Linked DNA regions of Mus musculus: region 2 is linked to region 1. Evidence: chromatin contacts called from public ChIA-PET data. All regions are on one chromosome and are shown on one strand. The core of a region is the stretch at or near the end of the contact, and the rest is flanking DNA. Distances in the headings are between cores, read along the strand shown.

The links. ChIA-PET counts read pairs in DNA pulled down with a chosen protein or histone mark.
Region 2: an RNA polymerase II ChIA-PET map of memory CD8 T cells shows a contact between it and region 1, with 12 read pairs. The contact joins two enhancer-like sites. A contact is called at or near these places in 2 of 39 promoter capture datasets (frontonasal cranial neural crest and hippocampal neurons) and 3 of 115 datasets of contacts at active chromatin or transcription factors (double positive thymocytes, large pre-B cells and memory CD8 T cells).

The regions. Positions count from the first base shown.
Region 1 is chr11:78,675,845-78,683,688 of GRCm38.p6, forward strand. All of the region lies in intron 1 of Nlk (nemo like kinase), which reads right to left. Among named protein-coding and RNA genes, the nearest start is that of Nlk, 18 kb to the right of the region's middle. Within about 2 kb of position 3,062, at least 20 of the 459 cell types and tissues checked have an H3K27ac peak or open chromatin away from gene starts, as enhancers often do. A contact at or near this core is called in memory CD8 T cells, where this site is marked.
Region 2 is chr11:79,516,550-79,524,393 of GRCm38.p6, forward strand. The region is part of intron 36 of Nf1 (neurofibromin 1); the gene reads left to right. It overlaps Evi2 (ecotropic viral integration site 2), which reads right to left. Exons shown (of 4, transcript NM_146023.4): 3 at 7,063-7,186; 4 at 1-213. The coding sequence starts at 198. It overlaps Evi2b (ecotropic viral integration site 2b), which reads right to left and starts at 7,213. Exons shown (of 2, transcript NM_001077496.1): 1 at 7,063-7,213; 2 at 1-213. The coding sequence starts at 198. Within about 2 kb of position 3,557, at least 158 of the 459 cell types and tissues checked have an H3K27ac peak or open chromatin away from gene starts, as enhancers often do. A contact at or near this core is called in memory CD8 T cells, where this site is marked.

The DNA.
Region 1 (7,844 bases), core at 1,812-4,311:
AATATGTCCCCTAATCTAAAAATGACACCAAGCACAAACAACTCCTCCCATTACATTTCTATCTGATGATTTCTGCCTCAGTCTTACACCACTCTGAATAACTGTCATCGACTATGTTTACAGCCAGCCATCTTTCTTGACTCCCAATAAAAATCTGATAAGCTTTCTAAGTTATTATCCAAAATTACCAATAAAATGTTACACACTCCTACAGTTTTGTTTGAAATTTTGTTTTTGACATCTTAAATCCGGACATTCACCAAATCATTTAACTGAAATTATAGCTGTTTAAGCTACTTAAAGGGCTAACAGAACAGACCTGTTGTGTTAGTAGGGCTTTCCATAAACATTACTTTACTCAAACTTTTCTCAAGGCTTGTCATTTTCAACAAGTAAGTAAACACCGTTTCCCCATTTCATTCTACCTTTTTAGCTAAAGTACACTTCTCAGGGTTCTCATTTGGTCTTAATTCCTTTCTGCTAATCCTCATTTGTCATAAAAATCCCAAGAATGAGAAATGGGATGTTCCCCCTCTACTAAGTGAACTTCTATGAGGACAAAGAGGTAAAACTTCCTTAAGTTTGACTCTACAAACACCACCTTTGGGATGGGAATTGGGAGCTTTATTAATATAGAAGACAAACATAAGCAACATAAAAGGGCTTTTAGATTGTAATACAATCTTCTCTTTAGGAAGTCATTTCAGCAAATACTTTTTAGCAAACAAATGACAGGAAGGACTGACTATATCTACACTCTGTTCCCACCAGTCCTGGATACTTCTGTTTGACTAGACTCAGGCTTGGAAGCAAACGATGGCAGCAAGAACTACGTATGCATGTTTGCATTCTGTTCCTTGTCCTTTTTGTTGGCTCCCATCACTGTCTTGGCTAAAAGTCTAGGGTATTCTGCAGCCTCTTCATGGTTGTTCTTAGCATGTTGCTGCTTTGGACCAAGACACAATGTTTATGTTACGGGTCACAGAGTAACAAGAGGTGAGGCTTGGATGCTTTGGTTCTGGGTTTCTTATCTTTTAAAAGGAATTAACAGATTGTTAGACATTTTGTCTAGAAAAACTGAAAAGTTGCAGGTCTTGCAAGCTCTTTTCAGTCATTGTCTTAGGGTTACTACTGCTATAATAAAACACCAAAAGCAATTTGGGAAGGTAAGGGTTTATTCCATATACCAATTCATCATCAAAAGCAATATGAGGACAGGAACTCAAGCAGGGAAGGAACCTAGAGGCAGGATCTGATGCACAGGCCATGATGTGATGCCCAGGCCATGATGGAGTGTTCCTTACTGACTTGCTCAACCTGCTTCCTCATAGAGCCCAGGACCACCAGGCCAAGGATGGCACAATCAACAATTTGTTGGGCCCTCCATATCAATCACTAATTTAAATGCCGTACAGCCAGTTCTTATGCAGGCATTTTCTCAGTTGAAGTTCTCCTCTCTCGGATGACTCTAGCTTGTATCAAGTTGACATAAAAGTAGCCAGCACAGTCACAGATGAAGCACAGTAGTTATCTGTAAATCCAGGAAAATGCTCTCCTTTTTAGTAGCAGTCAAGTTGAGATCGCTCAGATTAGCATCTGCTACGAAACACCAGTTCTCTTGGTCTCTCCAGTTCTCCTTGGTCTATTCCAGGAGCGTCTCGTACTTAATGGCAGATGGACCTGGCCAAGACAGCTTGCTTCATGGAAAAACTGTTGTTTCTGTCACTGATGCAAACCACAGTCTTCACCCTGAGCTTCACCAGCAACCTGTGACCCGACTCTTCACATAAAATGTATTACGTTCATGTTCCCGGTCCACTCCAGTGAGCTTCTGATACCCAGTGTGTCGGAAGTCTTGGGTGCTTCTTTTTAGAAATATAGTTGGGTTTCCCTGTGCTAGTTTTAACTTAGGGCTCTTACTTTAAAAAGACAAAAAAAAAAAAAACAAAACAAAAAAACAAGCACACACAAAACCACTTCCAGGAAGGGAAGAAGAAATAAGGCTTTACCTTCATGTAGCTGATCACCTAAGAGGCACCAGGAGAAAAAGTTCAAGTTTAATTTAAAAAAACAAAAACAAAAAAACCAAAAAACTTTATTTAGTAAAGAATGGTGGGAAATGTGCAAATACCATGCAATGGAGGACACCACAAAATTTAGCTAGAAGAATAATCGTAGGTATGCTTCAAAGGAGTATTTTTGTCCACTTGCAATCTTTGAGGTAAGGTCTCACTATGCAGCCTAGGCCAGCCTCAAGCTCACGGTTCTTGGGCCTCAGCACAGAAATGACGGGATTACAAGAATGGGCCATCACATTTGGCTCACAAAGAGACACATATTTAGCCCAGTTCAACCTCTCCTCTTGAACAGCTTAAATAGAGCACTCTATTTAATATGACATATTTAGATCCCTTTATTTTTTCTAAATTTAAAATTATTAGTGTGATATGAATGTATTAATGTGGCAGTCAGGGGACTACTTTTGGGTGGCGATTCTGTTTCCACTACAAGTTTCAGTGATCAAATTCAGATTGTCAGGCTTATGGGGCAGGGCATTTACCCACTACACAGATTCTATATAAACCCTGAACCATCTGTTTCCTCAAAGATTCATTAAAATGTTGACACAGAATAAAGTAAACCCATTTCAATCCTTTATACCTTTGTTAATTAGAAAATAACAAAAAGTTATCACGTTGCAGACAGTCTATTTCTACTTTCCTCAGAGCCACTTGGAAGTAAAGTAAACTTAATCTTTATAATTTACACAAAGCCCTCAACTAAGTAAAATTAAACAACACAGTTTAGGATACTGTGGTGGACTCATATGAACAGAACTATTCTACAAATGGATGGTCACAAAGGTTGCACAACTGTTTTCTCAAATACTGTATTGAATTCAGTACTAAGTGGAAGAAGTCTGAGAATAAGTCATCCCTCAGTCAAAGTGCTTTTGAAGAAAAAAATATCAAAAGACTAAGAAAACAAGCCACAGACAGGAAGAGTGTGTTTGCAATCATGTATCTCATAAGGACTAGCCTCTAAAACACATAAGGAACAAGCAGGGCTTACCCTAGCCTTCAGATTCTTCTAAACACTCCTGTGGGCTACTGAGCGCCATCTATCCAAGGTGCTCAGGAGCAAAAAGCCACCATTGATGTCTCAGTTCATAAAACGGAAATAAGGAAATAAAAAAGCCAAGCTGAGAACTAAGCTCTCTCCTATGCAAGCATCAGTGTTTGGAGTCTTTGATGTCAGTGTGACAGCTTCTGTTTACTACCATGAGATCCAGCACTGCATTGAAGCTGCTATTTTCCCTAACAATTCAATAAGATTCTTTATGTAGATCATAGAAAACATTTAAGTAAGGGAAGAGACTTCCTTTTCGAAATAAAAGGATGATCTTAGAAACACAGTTGGACCACCCTGTACTATTTTTAGATTAGGGCTCTTACTTTAAAAAGACAAAAATCAAACAAACACAAAACCACTCCCACAGAGGCTGTCTAAACACCGATAAGTGTCCCCTTATAGAAAGCCTTCCACTGCGTAAAGAAGCAGGAAACCTGAAGTAAATAACAGCACTCTTTTCCGAGAACCACCATCCCATACCAACTTGCATTAAAAACTTTCAAATAAACAACAAACAACAAGCATCCTGCTCTGAGGAAGCCAACAATGTCAGAGCCATTGTCAAGCATCCCTGTCAGTGGAGCTGTGGGTAGAGAGTGTGCTTATGGTGGTTATCAACATTTAGTTTTCATTAGCACTGAAAAAGAAAAAGGGAGCAAAGATTAGCTTTTATGTGTCTTCAAGAGTGACCATCTACATTAAAAGAAAAAAATGGAAATTATAAGAGCTAGATTCTTGGGAGCTTTATTCTGGTTTTTGTGTGCTTGTGTTTTCTAAACCAGTGGCATCTTACTCTGAAGCACAGGCTAGCCTTCAACTTAGAGCAGTCTTCTCACTTCAGTTTCCTCTGTGCTGGGATTACAGGCAAGAGGTACCACACTCCACCTAAAAACTAGTTATTTAAAGCTTACCCACCTACAGAGACAGCTAACATATACTATAACCAGCTCACCCAGTTAAATAGTCTAGTGTCCAATGCTCATCTTTCCTGATGTGGAATTTTAGGTGATTTAACTGGAGATACTGATATATTCTGCATCAAATAAACCAGTAACTATGGCCTATCAGAGTCATTTTGATTTCAACAAACACACAGGCCTTGTTCTAGGCATTTACAAAACTCTGTATATAACTGTGTTGGTGACAGAAAACCCCTTTTACAACTAAACCAAAAGATTTCATGGTTAAAGTCTTGCTGCCAGTTCATTTCTGGTAAAGCTGGTATAGCATGTGGTCCAGAGCAGGCACAGCTGCCCTTTCATACACACAGTTGTAGTTTAACCTACAGAATGATGACTTTAGTCATTCCTAATCACTAATGTTTTAGACTGGAAAAGTTACTTCTTAGGGCTTTGTACTATAGAAATAACCACAACCCTTTGAGAAACAATGGCTCATTTATTGAAAATGAGTTTAACAAAGGAATTATTTGGTACTGCAAAAACTACACAGCAGTGAGTTGGGTGACACAAATCACATCAGCAGCAGCTCATGTGACTACATTAGGGTAATTTGCTTCAAAATTTTAAAACTTACGGTAATTTAAAATTTAGCTTTGACCAAGTCTGGCGGTGGTTGCACATGCCTTTACTCCCAGCATTAGGAGGCAGAGTTTAAGACCAGCCTGGTCTACAGACTGAGTTCCAGGATATCCAGGGCTCCATAGAGAAACCTTCTCTCAAAAAACCAGAAAACAAAACAAAAAACTTAACTTCAACCATACAACAGTCTAGATCATGTCCTTTATCCCAAAACTGTGAAATTGGATCTTAGGATCCATGTTTTCGAAGCATTCTTACTTGCACAAGATCGCTCTTACAGAATGAAGCATCACTGCTCTGATGCTTAGCTTTGACAAGATCATCATGTTTCTATTCCATATGTGATCTGCACTGGATTTCATGCTAAGTGTAAGAACACAGCATTCAAAGAGTCACATGCTTTAAAACTCCAAATCCTTCTCTAGTGGGAAGCTTGCCAAACTTACTAAACAGTGAGTTGATGCAGTGACCAGAAATTTTTTGACATTTTAAGTATAAATTGAATCAAAACTCAATCTTAGCCATTTCTCCAGAAACAGTTTCAAAGCAGATAAAATGAAACTCACGAAACGCTGATCTAGATAGATGACTGAGAAATTCTTCTAAATTTTCTGGAGCTTACAATCTTTCAAAAAATAAAGAGGGGCTGGAGAGATGGCTCAGTGGTTGAGAGCACTGGCTGCTCTTCCAGAGAACCCACGTTTTCTAGCACCCACATGGTAACTCACAACCAGGGAGGGGATCCAACACCATCTGGCTTCCTTGGGCAATAGGCATACACATGTTGTACATACATACATGCAAGCAAACACTCATATACATAAATAGATCTCTAAAAATTAAAGGAGGTGGCAGCATAATGCACCCAAAATAGATATCAATACAAAACTGCTACATTTAACAGGAAAGACTGAGTTGTTTCAACTGCTGAGCCATCTCTAGCCCAGTGGCTTTCAAGCTTCCTCATGCTGTGACCCTTTAATACAGTTCTTCATGTTGTGGTGACCCCCAGCCATAAAATTATTTTCGTTGCTACTTCAAAATTGTAATTTTGCTGCTGTTACAAATTGTAAATATCTGTGTTTTTCTGCGGTCTTTTTTTTTTTTAATGTTACTCTTTTTTTGTTTGTTTGTTTGTTTGTTTGTTTTTGGAGACAGGGTTTCTCTGTATAGCCCTGGCTGTCCTGGAACTCACTTTGTAGACCAGGCTGGCCTAGAACTCAGAAATTCGCCTGCCTCTGCCTCCCGAGTGCTGGGATCAAAGGCGTGCGCTACCACGCCTGGGATTTTTCTACAGTCTTAGGTGACCCTTGTAAAAGAAACATTAGAGCTCCAGGTTGAGAACCACTGCTGTAGGCTACCCACTGCACTGTCCTTCCTTTACCTAGAAGTTTTATCACTTGTGACACCAAAGCAAAACTCAAGTCACTGTTGCATACAAAACCAACAGAGTGTTTTTTAAATACTAGGGTTTTCCCCACAGATACTTTTACTGCAGGTTTCATGTCTACCTTTTATTTGGTTTGGTCCTAATGCACTTTTGTATGAGGACCCCCTCTGTTTTCAAGGGACATTCACTGGAGAAGTATTACTTCTAAGAATAGAGAACAAAGGCATTGGCTTGCCAGGTCCAGCTTTGTGACTAAACAAATCTCTCGGTTTCAAATCAACAATTTGTGTAAGGAAGCGGGCTAGATGCATTCTAAAGTGCCATAGCTCTACAACTCACTCCTTTCAAGTAGGTCTCTAGGCCTGTAAGAATTTAAAGCTCAAAACAAATGGCTAAAAACCTACCTTTATATATAATACCAGTGAAACAAATACCTAACTCTAATAATTAATATCCCCCTTTCCATAAAAGCTGTGTAAATAATATAACAAAAATGTTATTAGTGGTGTAGACTACAAACACTTCTTTTCTTTTGGCTTTTCTGTAATTTTTGAGAGCCTACAGTAAACATTATTACTTTGAATGAAAGAGAATTAAAGCAGGAAAAATTTTTCCTTTTATTCACTGAAGAAAAGCTGGGTCTGGAAAGCTCATTCTAAAATCGGAAGGACTTTTTAAAAAACAAAACAAAAAAAAATCTGTAGGAGTCACATACATACATACCTGTCAAGGAACATAAGTTAGTTAGTTTGGGGAAATACTATTTCTTTACTTTTACTAAAACCTATAGTAACTAACAGCTCCATTTTCCTAGCACTAGGCTTGATTCTAAGACACACATACATACATATTCACTTACTCCTCAACAACCTACTGCCCTACATACGCTGCTTAATGCATGAAGACCATCAGTACCAAGAGAAAATGATGTGCCCATAGCCAGTGAGGGACAGAACCAGGACTTAAGCAGAGGACAGATGCTAGCTTCTAAGCCACACTGTCCCTCTGTACTTAAATGCTGTCCTCCATTTACTCTTGCCTTTTGTTCTACAACTGCTTCTACTTTTCCTCAACTCTGGAGAAAGAGTATGTAGGTAGACTAGCTGAACTTTCGCTCGCTTTAAAATATAATTCATTTCCAAGTCACTGCTTCAAAGCTACAGGGAACATGATTTAGTCTCCATCCCTGCCAGTAAATGAATAAAACTGTAATATCTGGGGGTGGCCCTGTAGCTCGGAGGCAGAGCACTTGCCAAGCACATGTGGGCCCTGATCAATCACCAGCACTGTAAGTACGTGCACACAGACGCACACAAGTGAAACATGAAAGGAACTGAATGGCATGCTTTAGTAACTTTAATACTGGAATTCTGCAATAAAGAAAGGTGCTGTATTGATTGATATAATCTCACCTCCTGATCTCTTGGAAACAGTCCCTAAAACCAATTACTTATTGAAATGTTTTAATCACATCATGTGTTTTTAAAAAGCACATCAATGTTTACTTCCAATTGTGGCTGTGGTGCACACCCAACTAAATTCACAACCCCAATTACTATAATGTAAAGACCCTGGTAAAAAAAAAAACAAATACAGACACCAACCAATTACACAGAATTAAAAGTTCTCACACTTTTCTTAGAGACCACTCCAAGCACACCTGTGTCCCTACAGGACCCACAAGCTTGTTGCTTAGCTTCCAGATTACTTTTAATATGCTCAAATTTCCCCCACATTTGTATTACTAATAAAAGTCCAGTCTTGTGGAAGTAAAATAGTTC
Region 2 (7,844 bases), core at 2,307-4,806, 840 kb after region 1:
AGAAGAAATGTTCTTGAATCTTGTTGTCTGACTCAAAGCATTCCCTGCTGTGTTTTGAGAATCAGTTGTAACATATAACGACGGTGTGATTAAAGTAGACAGTGATTGCTGCTCTGTTGTAATTGCTTCTGTCTCTGAGAAAAACGTATTGTCCAGGTATTGACAAAGCACAATGAAGACCAGATACTTGAATTCCATTTCAGATGTTTTCTCCTTACCAGTGATTTCACAATGAAAGAAAAAGAAATATGGTTAGCTATCACCTGGCGTCTAGTTACATTGGACTCTTCATTACAGTGTCTGACATACAGTGATTAGGCATTTGGTTAAATTTCATTCTAGTTTCTACTTGACACAATGTGATGCTCCGGTTTATAGTATAGCATCTGGAGTTCCTGAGAAGTAATCTTAATTCTTTTATAAAATCTGTTTAACCTTGCAGCCCCTCTAGGTTCCTCAGCTTCTACTCCTTCATTTCATATTGTCTTGAGTGTGCAGGCTCAACCTGATGCCTGTTCGCTGTCTGTTCCCAGAAATAAAGTGGTCTGCCTTGCAGAGAGAGCACTGGTGACCACAGTGCCTTACACTATTGCCTTTATGTTCTTTCTCTCTCTCTCTCTCCTCACCAAATTTGACCTTACCGACTAGTCCCTCGCCAGTATTTCAGTAACCCTTGTATTACAGTTTTTCCTTTGCACCACTTCAGTTAGATCTTTTTTGCTCCTGTCTCCTAAATATAGACACTCAGCATCCAATCTCTCTCTACCTTTCATTTTTCTTTGTTCTAGTTCTGTAAGTGTCCACTCTCACCCTTCTGCTATAACTACCAAACCTGTGCAACCTGAACCTCCTTTGTTCTGAGTCCATTTGTATCATGTCTTAGTGGGCATGTTTTATATATATATATATATATATACACATATATATATATATACACACACACACATATATATACATATATATATGTATGTATATATATATATATATATTTCATAATCAGCAAATTCAGTAGATCTAGTCCCAAGGGGACCTCACACCTCTGGTCTGTATGGCATCACACTCGTGTACACACACTCACACATGAACACATACACAGAATGAAAGTTAAAAATACAATCTAAAAGAAAAAACAAAAACCAAGAAAATCCTAAAGTGATTCAAGTCTCTCTAGCCCAGTTGGTCAAATAAGCAAGCCCATTACTGCTCTCATTCTGATACTGGACAACCACCTTTGCACATCAGACCCTAGTCTAGATTTGATAAATTTAAAAAAATTAAGTTGCTTTCAAGTGTTTTAAACTCTTACGGTAAAAATTAGCAGGTAAAAAGTAATCTCAGCCAGGTGTGGTGGTTCACACCTTTAATCCCAGCAGAGGCAAGTAATCTCTGTGAGTTTGAAGCGAGCCTGGTATGCATAGGGAGTTCCAGTACAGCCAGGGCAACAAAGAGAAACCCTGTCTTGAAAATAATTTGATGTTTCCTCATACTTAGTAGATGAACAGAGGAGTTAACTTGGCAAGGGGGAACTTTGGAAAGGTTTTCCAGAGATATTGAAGCAGATTTAAATCTTAGAATACTATAAAGAGCTAGTTAAACACATCTGTCTCCCAGCTTAGACAGTGTGCACGGGCACCTGGGCAAGGCTCAGCATAGGCTTGACAGCTATCTTTCTGCGGGATGTCATAGATGGTGAAACTTTGAAGGCTTAAGTTCCGAAGTTCCGGCTGATACTGTCCACTTAACTCAGTGTGTGAGGTCACCTATGTGTGTTGTTTTCAGTAGCCTCACGCTCTAAAGTGACATTGTCAGTGCTGAGGATAATGGGCTCTTCTGGACATCCCCAAGCATAGTGTCTCTCTCTGAGAGAGCTGAGCTGTCTCTTAACGTGAAGGAGGGACAAGCTCAGACTGTTAGATACTAGTTTCTGTGTATGATAAGAAATTCATTTTTCCAGGACTCTGAAGATGCAATAGAAGGTTTTGACAGTTTGAGTAGTTTGTATTTCTTTACCCAGTTACCACTAGCATAGTAGAATGATGATGACAAATGACACCCTTCTTGTTCATTCTCTCTCTTGTTTGTTTGTTTGTTTGTTTGTTTTATGTTTTAAGACACTCGCCCAGTTTAGCCCAGGTTGGCCTTGCTAAGATCCATGATTGCTGAGATCACATGCTTGAGCCAGAGGACCTAGACTTACAAGAAAAGATAATGTTTTTTTCTAGTCTGTTTCTTCTTTATATTTTCTCTCTCATGCTTGAAGCCTAAACTGTAAAATAGCTCTCTGAAGCCCCTTGCCTGGTGCAGGTTAGTTACCCTTGAACCATGCATGACCTGGTTGCTACTTCACACAAGGATACACATCTCTGTCTGGAGAAAACCTTACAAACCAAGCTTTAGCTTCCTTGAATACTTCCTAAACACATTAAATTATGCCATTTTGCTGCCTTTAGTGTTTTCTTTTTTTCCCTAATCCTTTTTTCTGCTGACTATATGTCTGAACCTGTCTTCATCTTGTAGACCTCAATTTAAATTCCCCTTCATAAACCCAGTTCTCTGACTGACCACAGGCACAGATAGCTTCCCCTGGGCATCCTCGGCCTGCTGTCCTGCTGGTTTCTTTGGCCCTACTTTGTGGATGTGCCTCATTCCTGCTTCTTCCCACCTGAATGGTTGTTTTTATTATGTTGTTTGCACATTTTCTATTATTATCCCCATTGCCTTAAACGAGATTATTTTAAAAAACAATTCCACAAAGGTAGGAAAAAACAAAGGAAGAAAATACCTCTATAGAGTATGCTATAAATGGGCTAGAGAGATGGCTCAGCCGTTAAAGGGTAGGCTCACAACCAAAAATATAAGAGTATTCGATAAATTTGAGACTTACATACTTATTTCATTTAACCTTCACAGAAGCAAATTAAAATGAGTTGAGCAGCTTGTCTGGGTTGTGGCTGTTAGTGACAGCATGAGGTTGTACCATGTGATTCTAAAGTCTGATTTGTGTCTGTTCTCCCTCCGTTTCAGGTTTTCTAACGTCGATTCTCCATGCCTTTCATTTTAGTTGCTCAGTAAATATTTAATCTGCGCTGGCCTCTTGGTTCTTTACTGTCTCACTTTGACTTTCTGTTAAGCCTTCTACCATAATACAAAGAAAACTTAGTTAAATTCTGTGTTTTATCCATCTTTTAAGGTTTTTTTAGGGAAACATTGAAATTTTTGGCGTGGATATGAGGGTCTGACTCATCTCTAGATGGTCATCATTCCTATCGTTCCACACAGTAATTTTATAGGTTACTTACCCAAAAAGCTTTGGTTAGAAAATGGTGTTCAAAGTTTTCTTTTGTAAATGTTTTTAGAAAATGCTTTCCAAAGCAACAGAAGATATAGAATTGTCTCCAACTAAAAATGTTTCCTCTTTTGTGACTTTGCTTAAAATAAAGAAACCATATGGTTCCTCTTTTTAGTTAGCTGAAAAAGGAAACAGAGAAGGAACCAGCTAACACAGGAACCGAATTATAAAACCCAGTGTGGTTTGTAAGATCAGCTTTGATTGGTTCATCACCTCTGATGTCAGTAGGAAGCTAGAGGCTTCAGGGTGATGCTTCCACTTGTCAGCAGTAGTAAAAGCAAAACCCACTTTTAAAATAGCATCCAACATTCCCCTGCTCATCATTTCTGTCATGTACCCTCCTAGGATCTGCCACAGGAGAGTACTAGAACCTCTTAGAATCTCACTCTAGCAGCTCTGCATACTCTAGAGAAGCATCAAGACAAAAAGAAGACATTTTGGATTTAATAATTTTGGGGGACAGGAAGCCTGACTCTTTTCAGATTTAATGAAGCTGTTTCTGTTACTGTAACATGCAAGCTTATTCAACATACTTGCCAACTTTGTAACTTGTACATTCCTAAATGGACACTGTTTCTGCAGAGAAAGATGATGGTCAGCTGATTTGGGGCAGGGGATAAAAAGGGGATTAAAATTTAGAATAGAAAGAATGGGAATAAGTATTTTTTTTCTTTTATAAAAAGGAGCACTAACAAGAAATTATAAAAAAAAAAGGTTTAGGATGCACTAGATATGTGGGAAAGGATCAGTTGATTAGAAAAGATATTGAAGAAAAAGAAATAATTGGAAATGGTAGTTGCTTATTAACTATCAGGAAGTTACTAAAGAAGACTGAAGTAGGTCAAATGCAGTTAGAGATGGGGGTGGGGGTGCTGGGGACTTAGCTCAGTGGTAGAGCTCTTGCTCTTGAGAGAGAAAATGAATGAATGGACATAGGTAAAGAGGATTGTTGAGAATTGTCATTTCCTGTCATTGGCCTGTATGTGGGAACAAGAATTAACAAAGAGCTGACCATCCAGGACAGAGGCTACATGACCAGTCCTCAATCCAGGCTCCATTCAGCTTCCCCTACCCTCACTGCCCTGCCACAACCCAGAGGTAACCCTGACAACCACAGAGACCTAGGAACAGTCTATGTAGGACCTTTCTTAGAAAGCCTTTACTCTCCTGCTCAGGGAAAGCTAGATTTCTCAACCTTATTATAGCAATACTTCTCTCTATTTAAATTCTGAGGTTTAAATCTGCATTTTGGTTCTTTGTTTTTTTTTTTGTTTGTTTGTTTGTTTTTGTTTTTTGTTTTTTTAAAGGGAAAATGTACATATTTTTAGTGACTTCGTATGCACCGAGACAATGAGATCGGAACTCATGGTGGCCTGTCGCATACTGCCAGGGCTACAGTGATTGCCTGCCATGCACATGGCCCTGAGTTTGGTCCCCATTACCACAAAATTACCTAAGAAAAATTAATGCTGTTCAATTGGCTATCATAAGAAATACATATCATTTTAATAAGGAATTGATGAACTTAGGAAAACATTCCTTAGGGAAAAAAGGTAAGTGTAGATAGTTATGTCAGAGTTTGTCTTTGAACTGTGCATGGTGTCTTAGGCCTTTAATTCCAGCACTGGAAGTAGAGGTAAATGGATCTCTGTGAATTTGAGGCCAGCCTGGTCTACTTAAGGAGGCCCAAACCAGCCAAGGCTAGATAGTGATAACCTGTCTCAAATAAACAAACAAAATTAGATCTTTCAGTTATTTTGATATAAGAAAAATAAGTATAGCTGGGTGTGGAAGCTTATACCTCCATTTCTGGAGGCAGAGGCAGGGAGGTCTTAGAGTTAGAGGCCAACCAGGTCTGCTTGTGGGTTCCAGGCTAACCAAGGTTATATTGTAGGGAGACCCTGTCCCCAAAAACCAAAATCAAAAGCAACAAGTAAATTATAGTACACATATAAGAGGTAGGCACATAGTACTAGTGCTGTCTCTAAACTAGTGAGATTTTAAAACCATAGTAGGAAGAAACCAGAAAAGGAAATCAATCTCAAATTACAAGTAGTATTTTATGGCCATTTTTTATCAGTAAAAATAGCTACCATTGCTGAACACCAGAAAATTCCTGAGTAATAAGATTTATTTGCATGACCTAGGTGGTTGTATTTTCATCTTCCAAGTTTTAAAAAAAAAAGAAAGAGAGAGAGAGAGAACTTGGTTAACTTGACAAGCTGTCACAGCCCTAGTGGTGGCACAGTATGAAACCATGCTGCCCTGAGCCTTGGACTTCTGCTACATGCTGGAGCCTTTGTAGAATTATGAACAAGAAAGGCAGAGGAGAGGCAGAGAGGCAGAGGCCTAGGCAGAGCCAGGCAGATCTCTCTGTGAGTTCAAGGCCAGCCTGATTACAGAGTTCCAGGACTTTAATTAATTAATTAAACCAGGATGCTATAAAGAAAAGTTATGTTGATAAAGTGTTAAAATAGGACCTAACCCACTTCCAAATTATTTTTCTTTGGGATTGCAGGTCTTTGGAAGCTCAGTGCATTTTTATTTATTTTATGTAATTGTTCCATTTAGTCACAAGGCAAGTATCTTTTGTATATACCAACAAGTTTTTACAAAACGTTCTTTCTGTGAATGTTTCTTTCTGTTCATATTCTTCACTAACAGGTCAGCTCAGAGTATGTGGCATAAGCACACATGTGAATATGCACATACCCACTTTATCATAATATTTTTTCCTTATGGAACTTTTACCTTATTTTTTTTTTTTTTTTTTGGTTTTTTCGAGACAGGGTTTTTCTGTATAGCTCTGACTGTCCTGGAACTCACTTTGTAGACCAGGCTGGCCTCGAACTCAGAAATCCACCTGCCTCTGCCTCCTGAGTGCTGGGATTAAAGGCATGCGCCACCATGTCCGGCCTTATGGAACTTTTAAAATGACATAATATATGTCATAATTATTACTTAAATATAAAATTTATTTTATACAAAAATGACATCTAATTTAATTTCTCTTTAAGTTAAAACGAAGGTGACCATTGATGGTTTATAAACTAAAGTGTTAGACAAAAATAATTTATGCCAGTAATGGTAGTGAATGCTTTTAATCCTAGTAACTTGTGTGTTGGAGACAGAAAGATCTGAGTTAGAAGCCGGCCTGGGCTGCATGTAAAAGCACTGACTTTTTTTTTTTTTTTCTTTCTAAATAGTGGGGAAAATACTGATGAGATAATCTAAATCTATAGGAATAGACAGTCTGTGTAGAAAGTAACTTAGACTCTGTCCCCTCTCTGTTTACAATGCCAGGCCAAACCCCAGGCCTTATACATGTGGGGCAGGCTCTGCCCCAGCTTGAGAATTTTTTAAACAATATTTTAGAGATTGTAAATTTAGTCAAAGCCTGTAGAATTTAATTTTATTTTTAACTCTTGCCTTACTTAAAATTATTAAAGTGATTTAACAAATATTTTGACTGAGTAAACTTCAAAGGGCTGATAATATTAAAATCTTGATAAAAATCTTTCAGACAGTATCAACCCTGAGTATAAATTTATAAAATTCTGCACAGCAGGACCACAGAAACTTTCTGTAGACATCTTTAAACTGTTGAGAGCTGAATTCAACTAAGTATGAAACACTAATACTGTTTTAGTTTTTAAAATAAATAAGCAAAACTGAAATCAGAAATCAGAGGGCCTGTGTCCAGGTGTGCTTACCTGTGAACTTCTTTCGCAGAATGTAAATTCTTGTTCTAACAGGACATGTTGGTGATTTGGCTGAGAGAGCAAAGGGGTGTTTCAGTGCGGATTAACGGTGGTCTCCAGCGCACTGAGACGGCTTCTGTGCAGCAGAGGAAGTTTATCAGTAGCCGTTACAGGAAGTGCAATATGCCACAGAATGACTAAGAGTTTGCTCCTTCACCAGAGCGTATTTTGAAACACAATCTATATAACTTTAAGTGCTTGTAGCTGATGTTTGTAACTGATCCCTGACTCTCCAGGCATGGGGATCCATAATCTAAAAATTTAGGACGGAGTCTTGCCTGAGAAATTATCTATTCTGAGGTAAATTCTGAGGGATATTTCTTATTAGAAGAAATGAATGTTGTGTAGGTCTCAGGCAAGTCAGTGCCTTCTCACTCACCATTTCCTCCTCTAAAAACCTACTGTTTTGGAACATTGTGAGCACTGGGTAAGATGACACCTCCCATGGCAGGTGAGCCGTGCATGTGAGTGTTACTCCTTCATCGGTAGCTTAAATTGACTCCATGAGGATAACTGAATTATTCTGTGTCTGCCACCCAACTTCATCTTTGATTGCAGAAAATGGGAGCAACTGTCTGAAGTCATTTCCAATCAGGTCTGTTTTACCCTTGAAGAAGACAAGCAGAGCCTGGCATAATGATGCATGCCTGTAATCTCAGCATTTTAGAGGCAGAGCAGGAGGCTCTCTGGTGTGTTGGAGATCATCACACACAGTGACTTTGAGGCCAGCCTGA